Linked DNA regions of Sus scrofa: regions 2, 3 and 4 are each linked to region 1. A link is a contact called in public HiChIP or PLAC-seq data. All regions are on one chromosome and are shown on one strand. Each heading gives the region's core, a stretch centred on a gene start, on an enhancer-like site or on the middle of the called end of the contact. The rest is flanking DNA. Distances are from core to core; before and after follow the strand shown. Region 1 has its middle 17 kb from the start of TPRG1. Region 2 overlaps LPP (lipoma-preferred partner). Region 3 overlaps LPP (lipoma-preferred partner). Region 4 overlaps LPP (lipoma-preferred partner).

Region 1 (3,630 bases), core at 403-2,902:
AGCGAGACCAGGGATCAAATCCACATCCTTGTGGATGATAAGGAGGCCAGGGACTGAACCCACATCCTCTTGGATCCTAGTTGGGTTTGCTAAGCGCTGAGCCATGAAGGGAACTCCAGAGGGAGATTTCTAAAACGCAAATGTGACCATCTTATTCTTCTACATTTCCAGCATTTCCCATTGCCTTCAGGAAAAAACAAAAACAAAAAACAAAGAACAATAAAACATAGTAACTCCAGAATCTGAAATATACAAAGCCTGAGGGCCCTGGAGATCTGATTTGCTTCTTCTCTTGTCTTCTCTGCCCTTCTCACCCCCAGTTTCTTGTCCTTGGTTAATTACTTGAAATTCTCCAAACTCTCCTATTTCCGTGTTCTTCTCTCCGCATCCCGCCCACAGCTTGGTGCTCAGCCTTGAAAATTCAACGTGGCGGTCACTTCTTCTGGGACACACTGTAGGACCAGCCTCTCTGCAGCCACATCACCGCAAGGTGACTGCTACTTGACCATTGAGGTGATTATTTTTCAACATCACACTGCCTCACTACCCTGTGAACTTTCCGAGAGATGGGAACGCATCGCAGCCATTGCCTTTATGGAGGCAGAACTGCCTTTGACATCAGCGACCCTACTGACCTCTGAGTTAATTTCACCCATGTGGCCATTCCTTGGGCTGTGACCTTGGTCAAGGAGAACCACTTCACCTGAAAGCAGGTATGTGGTAAATGTGGGGTGAGTGAGTGTAAGTCCCCTATATTTCACAGAGGAGGAAACAGGCCCAGAAAAAAGAGGTGACCCACTGGAACTCTCACAGAGGGAGGGTCCAGGGACTTCTCCATTCCTGGTCCAAAGCTGATCCCACTAACCCACATGCTCAGAGAGTCCCAAGGCAACCCACCTCTTGTGGGAGAGGGCAGCAGAGGGTCCTCCCTGGGTGGTGTGTGTGCACATAAGGGAGGTCCCCAACTTCAGCTGGGCTTGCCACATCTCCAGGCAATCATGGAATTCCTGGATGTGAGGGCTGGGTATTGAGCGATGAGCAACCGTGCAGTCAGGCTGGCACATGGGAGAGCAAAATCATCTAAAAGAGGAAGCCTGGAGACTTGGCAGCAGTGGGAGGTGTTTAGAGTAAAAAGAAGTGGCCCTTAGCCGCCATCCATACTGACTCAGGTGTGCCTGTTACCTGTGGGTCTTACTGGCCAGGCCGGCGCATAGGGCCACCCAGAGCCTTCGTCCCCCGAGCACATTGAAAATCCCTGTCTGTGTTGTTCTTGGGAGGGAAGGTTTGGCTTGGAGTAGTTTTTCCTGAAAAATCAAAACAACTCCTCAGAGTGGGCCCAGCTTCCAGGGGCCGCCTGAGAGCCGGGCACACTTCCCTTGGCTGGGGTGTGAGTGTACCGGTTTCTGGAGTGGAGGGGGCATCTGAGGGTCACGCAGCGGGGAATCCAAACCTCTGAGCCTGATTTACAGCTCAGGGCCTCCACTCTCCTCCCCACCAGCCCACATAAACCCCCCCAATTTCCTCCTCTGCGCGCCAGCACGCCTCAGAGCTGGGAAATGGGATCTCACCAGTGGCTTTTTCTGGGCTTATGTATGGATTCTTTCCTGAGAGGATGGCAGAGGGGAGCAGAAGTGGTTCTTCAAAATGTGAGCAGGAGAGCGTCATGGTGAGTCAGAGAAGGACAAGCCTGAGACAGCTTGGAGATCAGCCAGCTCAGAGCTCCTATTTGCCTTCTTTCTTTCCTTTTCTACTCTTTATTTCCCCCTTTCCTTTTCCTTTTTTTTTTTTTTTTTCTTGTGGCTTCCACACAAAATCTTATATGGATTGCCAATGGATTAAACTTCAAAATGGAAGTGCTCCAGGCATTCCCTGGCGGGGCAGTGGGTTACAGATCTGGCATTGTCACGGCTGTGGTGAGGGCTGCAGCTGTGGTGCAGGTTCGATCCCTGGCCGGGGAAATTCTGCATACTGTGGGTATGACCAAAAAAAAAAAAAAAAAAGGCAGCATTCCAGGCAATTGTGTGTTAGGAGCTTCTGGCCTCCCCTTCTGAGCTTCCCTCTTCTCTGACCCTTATAGAGACTCATGAGGCCCCTCCTCAGATCACTGGACTTCACAGACAGCAGCTTGGAAACCTCTGCTGTGATCCAACTCCCTTATTTCACACAGGAGGTTACGAAGGCCCAAGGAGGCTATGGAGCTATTAAAGGCCAAACAGGGATTTAGTGATGGAGTTGGGCTCTCCCAGGCCCCCTCCTGGCTTTCCAGCCTCTTTCCAGTAACTTGTACAAGATTCCATGGAGACCTTGTAAAGGCTTAGCCTGGCCCTGGTTTCTGTGGTGCATAAATCTTATTTTCATTAAGGAAAAAAACCAATTAGAACTGAAGAAGCCCTGGGTCAGTAACTCTGGGAAATAAGCACCAAGTCAGCATGGCTTCTTGACCCCTTTGGCTCTGGTACTGGGATTCCTCTGCCTTTATTTAGAACCTGGGTTCAATCTGGCCTTCCTTGGCCTGAGGCCCTTGACACCTCAAGCTCTGGGGCCTGAAATTCTGTGACTATCCCTATCTCTGCCCCAAGCTTGTGTCTTTTCCCCTGCCAAGGGGTTAGGTCCTGCCCATTTCTAGCCCCAGAGATCCCTTTTATGGCCCCACTTATGGAGGCCAAGCCAGGACCCCGGCCTGCCCTGGCTGTGTCCAGCTGCCCTTTCAGAAGGCCAGCATCAGAATAAGATCCCTGACAGCCTGCTGTTCCGGGGCAGGGAAACCAAGCCGCTTCCTTCCTGAAGGCCTGGAGTCTGAAGGCACAAGAAGCTGAAGCATTAGCATTTTGCCTGTTCTCTTCCACACCCTTCCTCCTCCACAGCAACCCTAAACTGGCCCTTCATATCCTCAGCCTCCTGGACCCCTCCCAGTAGTGCCTAGGCCCAGGCCTGAGGGCTTTTCTGCAGCCCAGGAACAGAGTCAGGCTGGCCTCTAGGCCTAAGGCTTCTACAGCCACAGACCAACTCCACCAAACCCTGACCGGGAAGCCCCAGGCCATGGTTGAGGGGTTGTGAGCTGTAAGACTTCCGGAGGCCCACGTGAGAGCTGGAGAGCTCAGGGGCTGCCCTGAAGCTTAGCTGTAAAAGGTGGAGCTACCAGGAGGGGCAGGGGCAGAACTGTGGGTTAGGCCTGTGGGAGCACCACACCCACTACCAGCAGAGGAGTGCACTCTATCTGGGACCCCAGCCTTGACTCCAGATCTTGCTTATTCAGAGATTCAATGAAATTCTTAACTTCAGGGTGTCCTAGAGCCAGTACTGCCTAATCCAGAATGGAACCTGTATCAAGGGCTGAAGTGGATAAAACAAACTTGGAGGCAAAGCTCACGCAGCTTCCCGATCTCCTTAGAGAATCTAAGAGTTGTTTCACCTTCAGGATGACAGTCTTCTCTCCTGAGTCCTGTTTTGACTGCAGACCAAGAGACTCCTTCTAGAACCTACTGTAATTGTCCCCAGGTGCAGACAGGAAGGTGGAAGGCTCTCGGGCGAGGCCATGGCTGGCTGGGAATCTGCACAAGCCATGCCTACTCACTGAGTGAGACTGACATGGCAGGTCACCTGGAGAGTGTCCCCTGCCACATGAAGACC
Region 2 (3,630 bases), core at 688-3,187, 700 kb before region 1:
AGGGCTGCATCCTTGGCATATGGAAGTTCTCAGGCTAGGGGTCGAATTGGAGCTACAGCTGCCAGCCTACAACACAGCCACTGCAATGCTGGATCTGAGCCACATCTGTGACCTACACCACAGTTCACGGCAATGTTGGATCTTTAACCCACTGAGCAAGGCCAGGGATCGAACCCAATCCTCATGGATACTAGTTGGGTTCGTTACTGCTGAGCCACAGTGGGAACTCCAACTTTTCGAATTTTAGAGTGGTCCACGGATGCTGGCTTATGGTCATGTGCATTGTGGCCCCTGAGGAGGCTGTAGATCAGGAGTGGATGTCATGGCTTCTGCTGTGCTAATACTTGTTTAATAATTTGCTTGTCCTTGGGTTCCTATTAGGCTGAATACTTTAATGGCAGCCTCCATGTGTTTTCAGCTCTGTATCCAGAGCTTAAACACTTAACACAGCATAGTACCTACAGGAACTAATTGCTCAGTACATTTTTGCCAGATGTATGACTGAAGGGCTCCTGTAGCCTGCCTTCATATGTTTATGTCCAATGTAAGTTACTTCTTACCTCCTGTTGCAGATCATTAAAGATGGGTGAGAGAATGCCTGGGAAGTTCCCTTAAACTCACTGGCTGGAAAGTTTTGAAGAATTCATGGAAAATTCTAATGGGAGTATCTGGGCATCTGGTAGCCAGGTGGACACTTGCTAATGTGTAGTAGACTTACAAACGTGGGCCAAGGCCTGTAAGGCACAGCTATATTTAAGGAGTATCAGTATCAACCTTGGTTCCAATTTCATGATGTCCAAATAAAGGGCCAGGAGTGTCCATGTGTCTACAAAAGGGGTTTGGGTGAGAGGAACTGACCGGTGGGTGTGATGTAGGAAGAACAATGCTCAGACTGTGTTTTTTAGTTGAACACCATACCTCTGGATTTCTTTTTTGTATGGGATAGCGTCCCTAAATCATGGAGTTGCCACATGTAATGGGGAAACTGGTACATCCAGTACCTGAATTGGATCCTAAATCTTTGTTTCATGCAAGATCGTGATTTAGTCCTATTTGAAGCCTCCCCTCCCCAGTGTCTCTTCTCTTTCCCAAACAGAGGAAATCTGACATCACCCCTGTCCAATTTATGAGGAAAGTTTTGGGTGGATATGCAGGGAAAATTAGCTGATAGACATAGACTGCAGAAGGTAGGTCTCCCTGTGCTGTGTTTTGAGAGACAAGTGCCAGGCAGAGTTGCTGTCCTGGGAAGCCTGGCTATATTTGGATGGTCTCAGGTGGGTGGATGCTGAGATGTGAGAGATAAGGGTGTGAGGCCAGAGCTGCTGAGTCCCCAGGCTTGTAGTGATGGAGCTCAGACCTATGGGTTTTTGGTGGGTCATGCTGTACAATTCTTTCCTACTTAAAACAAGGGCTGTGTGGAGTATAGACTTTGGTAGATGAATGCCTAGCCAGGGCCCAAGTTTTAAAAGGTTCTAAACCCTGAGGTGGTGACAGCTAAGGTGCTGGATGGTATAAGAAGGAAACATTAAACACCGGCACAGGTGCAGTGTGGAATTTTGGAAATCCCTAAAAATGGAAATCTGTGAGAGTGCTGTTTTGGGCTCTGGGAAATATTCACACAGCGACACTGGCCTATCTCCTTAGCCCTCTCTATAGAGACACCTTTTATTCCTGTTCTTTTGATGACAAAGGGAGAAAAGGCTTTAATTTACAAGCTAAGGTGGACTGGATTTGAATTTGTGCCCTATTACCCCACAGCTCCATGACCTTGGGAAGGTTGTTTCTCCTCCCTGAGCTCCAAATTCTTCATCTGAAAAGCAGGGAAAAACTTTACCCTATAGGATGGTTGTAGGTCTTGGAGAGAAAGTTGGCCAGGAGTGCTGTGTGCTCTAAGTTCCATTTGTGCCCAGTCTCCCCTGTTGGCTCCCTGAGGTCAAGAATCAGGTCTGACTCATCCCTGCCCTCCCTGTAGCACTGAACACATGCCTGGTGCATAGGAGCGCCCAGTAGATGGGTCCTAAGTGACTGAAAAAAGGAGTGTTTGGTCTGATGGCTGGCATTCCCCTGGTCTTAGAAACCAGAGAGGAGAGAAAAATGGTTTAGGAATGGAGAGTCAGGCCTGCGGGTTCCTGTTTCCTCATTCAGGGTGCGGTTGGGGATTGCCCGGAGCCACAGTTCCTTGAGACTTACCACCTCAGGCCTAAATCTGCCTCCTTTAATTACCTCCTTTCCAGGGAACAGGAGTCCTTGTTGTCTGCCCAGAAGCAGCTAATTATAGCTCCAACCTCTAGGCCCTGGTGTGCTTCTAGGCCACAGGACTGTGCAGCCTGAGCTGTCTGTTGATTTTGGGGTTTCCTTGGGGATTCTGTACATTTTCAAGTTTTCATTGGGGTCTGCCTTTTATTTTGAAGCCAGTGAAGAAAGTTGAGGGGCATAGAGTGTTCACAATTTTATAGGAAGATGTTTAGGAGAGAGTTAAAGAGCTTGGGGAGAGAAGGGGAGAGGGGAGTTTTAAAAAGCCGGCAACGTGACTTAAAAGGGGGATCTTGTGCATTTAATGTTTCCACAAGAGTGACATTTCATAATGGTTTTCCCAAGAAAGTCCCTTCACATTTGATCTTGGTGACCTCTGGGTCATGCTCTTTGAAACAAATTCCTTTTTCCTTTGAAATGATATTTTTATTATTTAAAAAGATTTTAAAAGATGTTCAAATAAATGCTCATAGTAAAGATAAAATACTATAAAACAATTATTTAAAAAACCCAAAAAACTAGGAAGAATTTCTTGTCCCATTTCCCCCCCACCCTAAATCCCTTCCCCACATGTAACCACTTTTTGTTTTTAATTCTTCTAGTGGTTATTGTCATATCTCTAAACAATGTGCCTATGTCTTTAGTTTTTGAGTTGTTAATATGAGATGTACCTATTGGTTTTTATTATAGGTAAGAATTAGCTCATATGCACACTGGTACTTCCCATCTCCCTTCTCAAATTTTGATAGCTGGATCACTTCTTTCACTCTCTGGGTTAGTTTCCTTTATAAACTTATATAATATGTACAAATCTCCATTTCTTGGCATATCAGCTTTTGACAGTACTTCTTCACCCCCCATTTTGCAAGATGAAGATGTTGAGGTTTCTCCCTACTTTCCTCTCCCACTTTTACAATTTGTCAGTTATGTTTGTTACCCTTTGCATCTCCACCTTTTATAACAACATTCATGTCTGCATGTACTTTTATATAGTTTTGTAATCATAGTGGAGGCTTCTTTGCTGTGTCTGTGGGTTGATTTCAAAAAACTGAAAACAGTCAACAACATTTACATTATGATTTCTAGGTAAATGTTGCTCAATACAGAGCTAAGTCATGTGCTGTGGTTTCATTTCCTTTTCTAGGCTTCTGAGGTCGCCACCTTTAAGCCACTCGAAGGAGACTGAACTTTCCCTTAGTATCCAAATTTAATAGATCCTTCTAATTCTCTTCTAGTTGTTCAAAATCATCCCAGGTTGTTTGTTTTATTTGTATAATGAGTTGCTTTGTTGTTGTTGTTGTTGTTACTGATATCCTTTGAGTTTGAGGTTGTATTTTTTTGATTGGGAGAAGAAAATTAATTGTTTTTACTGTATCC
Region 3 (3,630 bases), core at 673-3,172, 540 kb before region 1:
GGGAAGGAGGGGATGACATGAGGACAAACCAAAATAAAAACCAACACGTTTGTTTTCTCATTTGTTTAGTATTTAACTTTTGCATGGACTCCCTCTGCCTCTTGCTAGATTGTAAGGACTGAGAATTCAGAGCCCTGTCTGTCTTCTCTGTATTCTAGTTGCCTAGAGTCACTCTTGGCTCATCTATGAGCTCAATAAATATTTACCCAATGAATGAGCAATGCTGAAAGATAACATTATTGAGGAAAGAAACATGACATAAATCTGGAAAATTCTGACCTGGCCACTTCTAAACTCCCCTGGAACCCTTACTAAATGCATATTGAGGAGTTCCCATCGTGGCTCAGTAGTAATGAATCCAACTAGGATCCATAGGATGCGGGTTTGATCCCTGGCCTAGCTCAGTGGTTAATCAATCTGGCATTTCAGCTGTGGTGTAGGTCACAGATGTGGCTTGGATCTGTCATTGCTATGGCTGTGGCATAGACCAGCAGCTACAGCTCCAGTTCGACCCCTAGCCTGGGAACTTCCATATGCCACCGTGCGGCCCTAAAAAGATTTAGAAAAATGCATATTTAGTTAGGTGTGAGTACTTTGCCTCATTAACTCACTTAATCCCCATAATCCCCCTCTGAGGAAGGTATTGCTATTACTGCCATTTCACAGATGAAAAATTGAGAACCAGAGAGTTTATCTAGGACTTGAACTCAGATAGTCTGTCTCTAGCAACTCCACTTCTAACCACTAAGCTACATTTACTCCATACTATGAGTATAATTATACCTGCCTGTTCTTCCTCCCAGCATGTTGTAGGGATGAACCAAGATGACAGGTGTGAAAGTATTAGGAAAGGGGTGAACCAACTGGTGAAGGTGAGACAGCACACAGATAACTATCATTTAAGGTAGAAAGTGGAAACTTGCTGAGAAAGTTCAGTGAGGAGCAAAGAACGATTACTTCCAACTGGTGTGGAGGGCAGGGGATTAAGGAAGGCTTCTTGGGGGAAGTGACATTTGGGTTGGCCTTGAATTAATAGGATTTTGATAAAGGGGATGCTTCCTAAGCAAATGGAATGAATAACATAATAGAGGCACCGATGTGCAAAGTGTTGAAAAAGAAGGCATTAGTTTATCGAATTAGCAGATTCTTTGTAAAACAGCGTGCACAGAGTAATGGGGAAGGGAAAGGGCTTGTGGAGGAAGAGGAGGATGCGGTGAGTATAGATAATGAATGGGAAGGTGAAGAAGCATAACAAAAATGCTGCCACCTTCTTAATCTTTCTGGGAATGGACTCTAAGCAAACGGATGATCCCTGCCTTATCTATATCATGCGCTGACGTATTGTTTTCTCCTGCATGGTCAGTAAATAGTAGTCCAAGGAGATACCACTCTTAAAATTGGTCCCTGTAAGCCTGGAGAATGCGGCATACTCTGGCGCCCTCTTAGGTACTGACAAAGTACATTAGCTTGCTAAATCTTTCAGGAAACCCTGTGGGACAGCGGTCAGCTTGCTTTCAATTGACTCTGGAACTTGGTTTTTCCCTTTGAGCAACCCTAGTTAATATCCCCCTGTAGACAGACTCTTGGAGACCTCCAGCCAACCTGCTGGACTGATTCATGTCTGCTTTCCAAGAGATCATCTGGGAATGGACCTAGATCCATTTTCAGGCAGCCCAGAGTCCCATTCTGAAAGAAGAAGTTACACAGAGCACTTTTGCCTGTAGAAGTGGTTATGTGTCATTTAGAAAGAAAGCTGTGCTCAAGATAACCTTGAGAACCTGCAGCCCCTCTGAAAAAAGTAAGAGTGAGAAGCAGGAAGTGAAGGAGCTGTAGGTCTTAAAATGGAATGTGGCTGAGTGTGATGCTTCATAACCACGGGACCTCCCCCAGCAGGCTGCCCTGTGAACTTTTATGAGAAAACATCCTCCAAATCAGTCACTTACCAACCAGCCCGAGAGAGGACCCAATGCCTAGCTCACTCTCACGAACTGCAGTGGCCTGGAAGAGAAAGAAAGTCAGTGTACTGTGTTGAGTGTCCACTCTGTGCCGGACATCACATTTGGAGTCATTGTGTAGAACTGTTTTATTTAATCTTCTCAATAGTTCAACTGGGTTAGGATCATTAATCTCTTCTTGTACAGATGAGGACACTGAATCAAGGGTGCCTCACTGGTGCTAAATAGATCTTGTTTTACACCTTGGCCCTTTGCCATGGTTCTTTCCATCCTTGTCTGTCTGGTGAACTTGTGTTTCTCCAGGTTGTAAAAGAGGTTCTCTTCTGAAGACCTTCTAAACCCTGAGGGACCTCTTGTCCTGCATCACATGATGCTTTTGTTGCTTAGGTCTACATACTTTCTCTCAAGATTTAAACTTTGGGCCTGAGTGGTTCTAGAGACTGCTCTGCTTGCATTCAGCTTTCTCTAGTTCAAGATTTCACCCCAGGTTTATTCGGACCCTGTCCTTCACAGGATACTACCTTCCCAGCCCAGTGTTCTGAACCTTTTTTTGCTGACATTTCTTGAATTTTCTGGATTCTAGGCCTCCTAATTTTTCATGTTGTCCCCCCTCCCCAACGCCCTTCCCCCCTTCCCCCTTTTTAGCCTACCTGTAACCGTCTTGTTATTTACTCAGGTCTGACTTTTACTTTCAAGCAACACTTTTCAAACTTTCTATGCATTGGAATCACCTGGGCAGTCTGTGCCTCAGAGGTTATTGTCCTGGAGGCCTGAGAACACAGTGTGGAAAAATTTATATTTCTAACAAGCTCCGAAATGATTCTGAAATTGTCAGTTTGTGGGCTTGCTTTGATTAATACATCTTTAAAGGACAGTTCAAGACCCCTGTTTTCCAGGAAATTTAACTATCTTTACCCGAAGTGGTTTATTTCTTCCTTTCTCTCTCTCTCTCTTTCTCTTTCCTTCTTTTATGTTTTAAGAGAACCCATCTGAGGCTCTATCCAATTAGATAACTTCCCTAGGGCTCCATTATCAACTTCTTGTGCTTGATTAAACACTTCAGATAAGAGAGACAATGTTGAATAAGTGAACACAAGTTTAGTTGGAGAATCTCGAGAATCCTGAATTCACATCTTGTCATTACTTCTTATGAGCTGTGTGTTTTGGGGCAAATCACATCTTGTAGAGTTGAATCTCTTCATCTCTAAAACAATTATTCCATTTCTTCCTGCTGCAGAAGCTCATGAAAAACATCAAATGAGAGAGTAGATATATAAGTGCAGTACAAATGCAACAATGTTCACAGTAAATTATTGTTGGTGTTTTGTTTGTATAGTTGACTCACTTTATCATTAATTATGAGGCATGAAAGAAATGGCTTTGTTTTTTAATGAGATGTGGGTTGGAAGGTGGGGCTGAAGTGGTGCTGAGATTTTAGGAAAGCTGTTTTTGGTTTCTGAAAATGATTCTCACACCAATGGTTGTGGGCCTGTGCTCACATCAGAAAAGCAATGTGCATTTTTATTGGACTTCTTCAAACTATGATAATGATTATGAAAATTGTGTTCATTTTCTGAACTTCTCATGTAAACCTGAGAAGACTGATGAAATACTAATAGTGGTTGTCATTTACAAGGGTTTGTAAGATTGCTAGTGGGTAAATTTATAAGTCCTT
Region 4 (3,630 bases), core at 398-2,897, 510 kb before region 1:
GCTTATCTTAAGAGGTTCTAGAACTTTTTGAATTTTATGAAGGAGGCTTTGAATAAATTGAAAGACATACCTTATTCCTAAATGGAAATATAAATATTTTTAAGTAGTTATTTTCCTTTACATTTCATGTAATCTCAGCACAACTCTCAAGAGAATTGTTCTTAAATCCTAACCAAAAATAAAAAAAACTAAAATTATCTTGATAATAAACAGGCAAAATAGCTAAGAAACATTTGAAAAATAAGGGTAATAGGGACAGGGACCAGCCTGGCTAGAAGCTGAAGTTGATTATAAGGGATTCCTAACTCAAGTGGGTAAGTGTTAGTGCTGGAATAGAAGAAAGCTGTTGTGGTGACATAACCCACCCTGATATAGAGCAACTACACACGGGATTGAGTATGCCATAAAGGGACCATCTCAGCATTCTGAAAAGGGGGTTCCTCTAATGGCACTGAATAATTGATGGGTGCTAATGAAAAAGAGTTATATCATAAATATGTATATAGACTTTGATATGAATTAAAGGTCATGTTATAAAGAAGACAACTAGCAAAAGGCTTTAATTTAATAAGAGAAGAGATTGATTATATCTTTAGTAATTGGAAGCAATAACTTTTTTAGTTTAGAACTTGAGTTTGCAAAATTTTTCTGTAAAGGACCAGGTAGCAAATATTTTAGGCTTTGAAGCCAGTGTGTCTCTGTCACAACCACTCAACTCTGCCATTGTGGCACCAAAGCCGCCGTAGACAAGAAGTCATATATCTAATAAAGAAATAGAGGATACATCTGTTTATAAGAAGAAGCATAATATTGTGATAGTTTCCTTACACATCTGTTCCCAAGTGAATTTTATATGCCTTTTAATTTTTTGCCAAACTGTGTGTGAAAAGCAGTATCTCCTTACTTTTTAATTTGCATTTCTCTACTATTAAAATTGTGTGTGTGTGTGTGTGTGTGTGTTTTATTATTATTTGCTCTGTTTGTTTTCCATTGGGATCTCCTCTTCAGTGAATTACAAGTATGGTTAATTTATCTCACTTATTTCATCTTCTTGTCACCTGATGTCTCAAGCCTTGGAAACCTGTGGTATCTCCAGACCAGTGCATATAACAGGGCACCATTTTGCTTCATAAATTATAACTCTTCCTGTAACTTTGTGCTTAAGGGCCTGGGACTTGATTTTCAGTTCAGATCTTACCTGTGTCCAAGTCTGGCTTATTGCCAATACATTAAGGCTGGAGGACCACTTTGTCTGTGTCCTGAATGGTTTTGGCTGTGTGGATCTATTGCTTAGTTTCTTCTTTAGAGTTAGTTGTTGTCTGAATGTTATCAGAACCTACCTATGCCCTTTGGACCATAAAATCCAATTGTGGGCAAGATCTGCCTTTGCATTTTGTCCATCCTGGTGAGGAATCTTAGAGCTTGAGCCTCATTCCTCTAATTATGCTACTTTAAAGAAATGGCCAGAATTATGTTTCACTCCTGAGTGATGACAGCTATTTCTGTTTTCCAAGATATGTGACTGAGACAGTGATGATATCACTTGCATAGAGCCACAGAATTCTTAGACGCACCATGAGATTATGATAATGACTGAAACATCCTTTTCTTAGACCAGGGTTTCCAAGTCCTGGGTGAGCTGCCATCACAAAGGCTGCTCCTGCCCCTCCCTGCAGTCTTTCCATTGTGTGTACTACAGGAACTGAGACCATTATGACAGAGCTGAGCTGGTTTCTCTTCTCTTTCGGGCATTGTTGTTTGTCACAATTCTGATCACCATTTCTTCCTCCTGATTATAAAGTTGTAAAATCATGGCTATATTTATATTTCCTTTTGCTGCCTAAGCTTGCAAAGTACTATTCACAGCCTTCCTTTGAAATTCCTTTATTAATAATCTCTCTCTCTCTCTGTGTATATATATATATATAATTTGCTATTTATGAAATGTTGTTGTGTCCAGTATCCACTTACTCCCCATAAGCACCAATGAGGTAAACAGGGCAGAGATTGTTGTCTCCATTTTATAGATGAGGTAGCTAAGGTCAGTGAGGTTTGGAAGGCCCTGGCCTGAGGCTACCCCTGGAGCTGGTAGCATCACTGTCTTTAAATTCATGACCTTGACTCTTCAGACATTTTTCCTCCTATCTACGGAACTGCTTCGCTTTTATGAGTTTCAGGCATTTTGTTGTCCAAGACATGAAAAAATTGGTGACTTTTCTTAAGATATCTAAGCATTATTGCATTTGCCTAATATTTATTTTACTATTTGTCTAAGTGCTTTCAGAGAAGACAGATATATGTAAATATTCCCCCCCCCCCTTTTTTCAGATAGTAAGGCAGACACATTCAAAGAAGATAGAGACCCTGAGGAAACTGTTTGTTCTTTGGTATTCTTAACAACCACTGCAACCCTGAGTTTGGATTTTTTCCCTGAGGTTTTCTAGTTGTAGGCTGCCACAATGCTTAACATTTGGGGGTCACTGATTCTTGTTCCTATTTTAACTGTGAGGTTTTTGTGTTATGTGACCTTTGTGTTCTGACTTTCAGATTTAGGGAACTGAAAATTTAGGAAGTTTTCTTAGGACCTGAATCCAAGTAAATTCCCTTACGGGTATAAAGACTCATAGAATTGTGGAATGTTAGAGGTTAAAGGGACTTTCATTCATCTAGCCATCTTGATTTGAAAACATGGCCAGTTATTAATAAAACTGAGGCTAAATTGCTGGGGCTAGATTAGGCTACCCATTGGCTTGTTCCATGTCACATCATACCTCCCCTGCTGTGTCATGCCTCTTGCCACCAGTCTTGAAGCTCTGAGAGGGCTGGCACTGTCTGTTCTGTGCATGGTTCTGCTCCCTAGTGAAGATCAGAAGGATTTGCACAGGCACTTGAGACCTCTTTGCATAGGAGTTCGGACAGTGGCTGAGTGGGTTAAGAATCCAACTGCAGTGGCTTGGTTCACTGCAGAGGCACAGGTTTGATCTCTGGCCAGGCATAGTGGGCTAAAGGATCCAGTGTTGCTACAGCTGTGGCTTGAATTCATTCCTTGGCCCTGGAACTTCCACATGTTGCGGGTGCTCCCATAAAATTAAAAAAATATAAAAACTAAAATTAAAAAAAAAAACTTCTTTGCAAAATGAGTGATTTGAATCTGTCTCTTGTTGATAAAATATTACTGTCTATTGGCAAACAGAATTTTAAAAATATGTGGGGATTGGTCAGGGTTTACTGTGGGAAACAAACCATTCTAGATGTTTTAAGCAGATAGGTTTTAATGCAGGATGTTAGGTGTTTCAAAGTTGTGGGAAGGATTGTATAGAGCAAGCTGTAGGCTGAACTTCCAGTAAGAAATCTCAGAATCACACAAAATTGCCATGTTTTCCACAACTGTGACACAGAGGTTCATGAAGCTACCAGTGAACTGTTGTCTTCAAGAATACAGCACTCTGCTTATGAACCAGAGATTAAGAAGCCATGGTTGGGAAGGTAGTCACTGGACCCTAAAACATGGAGCCCAGCCACTGTCTGCCACAGCTGCTTCTTGACAACCACAAGGCTGAAAACTGAATATAGGAAGGTGGATGCAGAAAAACCCCTCTGTCTCCGCGACTATGCTTCCAGCTGAAAGCA

What was found. HiChIP or PLAC-seq counts read pairs in DNA pulled down with a chosen protein or histone mark.
Region 2: a contact with region 1 is called in an H3K27ac HiChIP or PLAC-seq map of alveolar macrophages. The contact joins two enhancer-like sites. A contact is called at or near these places in 1 of 47 Hi-C or Micro-C datasets (skeletal muscle) and 2 of 2 datasets of contacts at active chromatin or transcription factors (alveolar macrophages and skeletal muscle).
Region 3: a contact with region 1 is called in an H3K27ac HiChIP or PLAC-seq map of alveolar macrophages. The contact joins two enhancer-like sites. A contact is called at or near these places in 2 of 2 datasets of contacts at active chromatin or transcription factors (alveolar macrophages and skeletal muscle).
Region 4: a contact with region 1 is called in an H3K27ac HiChIP or PLAC-seq map of alveolar macrophages. The contact joins two enhancer-like sites. A contact is called at or near these places in 2 of 2 datasets of contacts at active chromatin or transcription factors (alveolar macrophages and skeletal muscle).

What each region holds. Positions count from the first base shown.
Region 1 is chr13:126,511,614-126,515,243 of Sscrofa11.1, forward strand. No RefSeq gene overlaps it. Among named protein-coding and RNA genes, the nearest start is that of TPRG1, 17 kb to the right of the region's middle. Within about 2 kb of position 1,653, at least 14 of the 83 cell types and tissues checked have an H3K27ac peak or open chromatin away from gene starts, as enhancers often do. A contact at or near this core is called in alveolar macrophages and skeletal muscle, where this site is marked.
Region 2 is chr13:125,816,189-125,819,818 of Sscrofa11.1, forward strand. The region is part of intron 1 of LPP (lipoma-preferred partner); the gene reads left to right. Among named protein-coding and RNA genes, the nearest start is that of LPP, 36 kb to the left of the region's middle. Within about 2 kb of position 1,938, at least 20 of the 83 cell types and tissues checked have an H3K27ac peak or open chromatin away from gene starts, as enhancers often do. A contact at or near this core is called in alveolar macrophages and skeletal muscle, where this site is marked.
Region 3 is chr13:125,975,304-125,978,933 of Sscrofa11.1, forward strand. All of the region lies in intron 2 of LPP (lipoma-preferred partner), which reads left to right. Among named protein-coding and RNA genes, the nearest start is that of LPP, 190 kb to the left of the region's middle. Within about 2 kb of position 1,923, at least 14 of the 83 cell types and tissues checked have an H3K27ac peak or open chromatin away from gene starts, as enhancers often do. A contact at or near this core is called in alveolar macrophages, where this site is marked.
Region 4 is chr13:125,996,639-126,000,268 of Sscrofa11.1, forward strand. The region is part of intron 2 of LPP (lipoma-preferred partner); the gene reads left to right. Among named protein-coding and RNA genes, the nearest start is that of LPP, 220 kb to the left of the region's middle. Within about 2 kb of position 1,648, at least 9 of the 83 cell types and tissues checked have an H3K27ac peak or open chromatin away from gene starts, as enhancers often do. A contact at or near this core is called in alveolar macrophages, where this site is marked.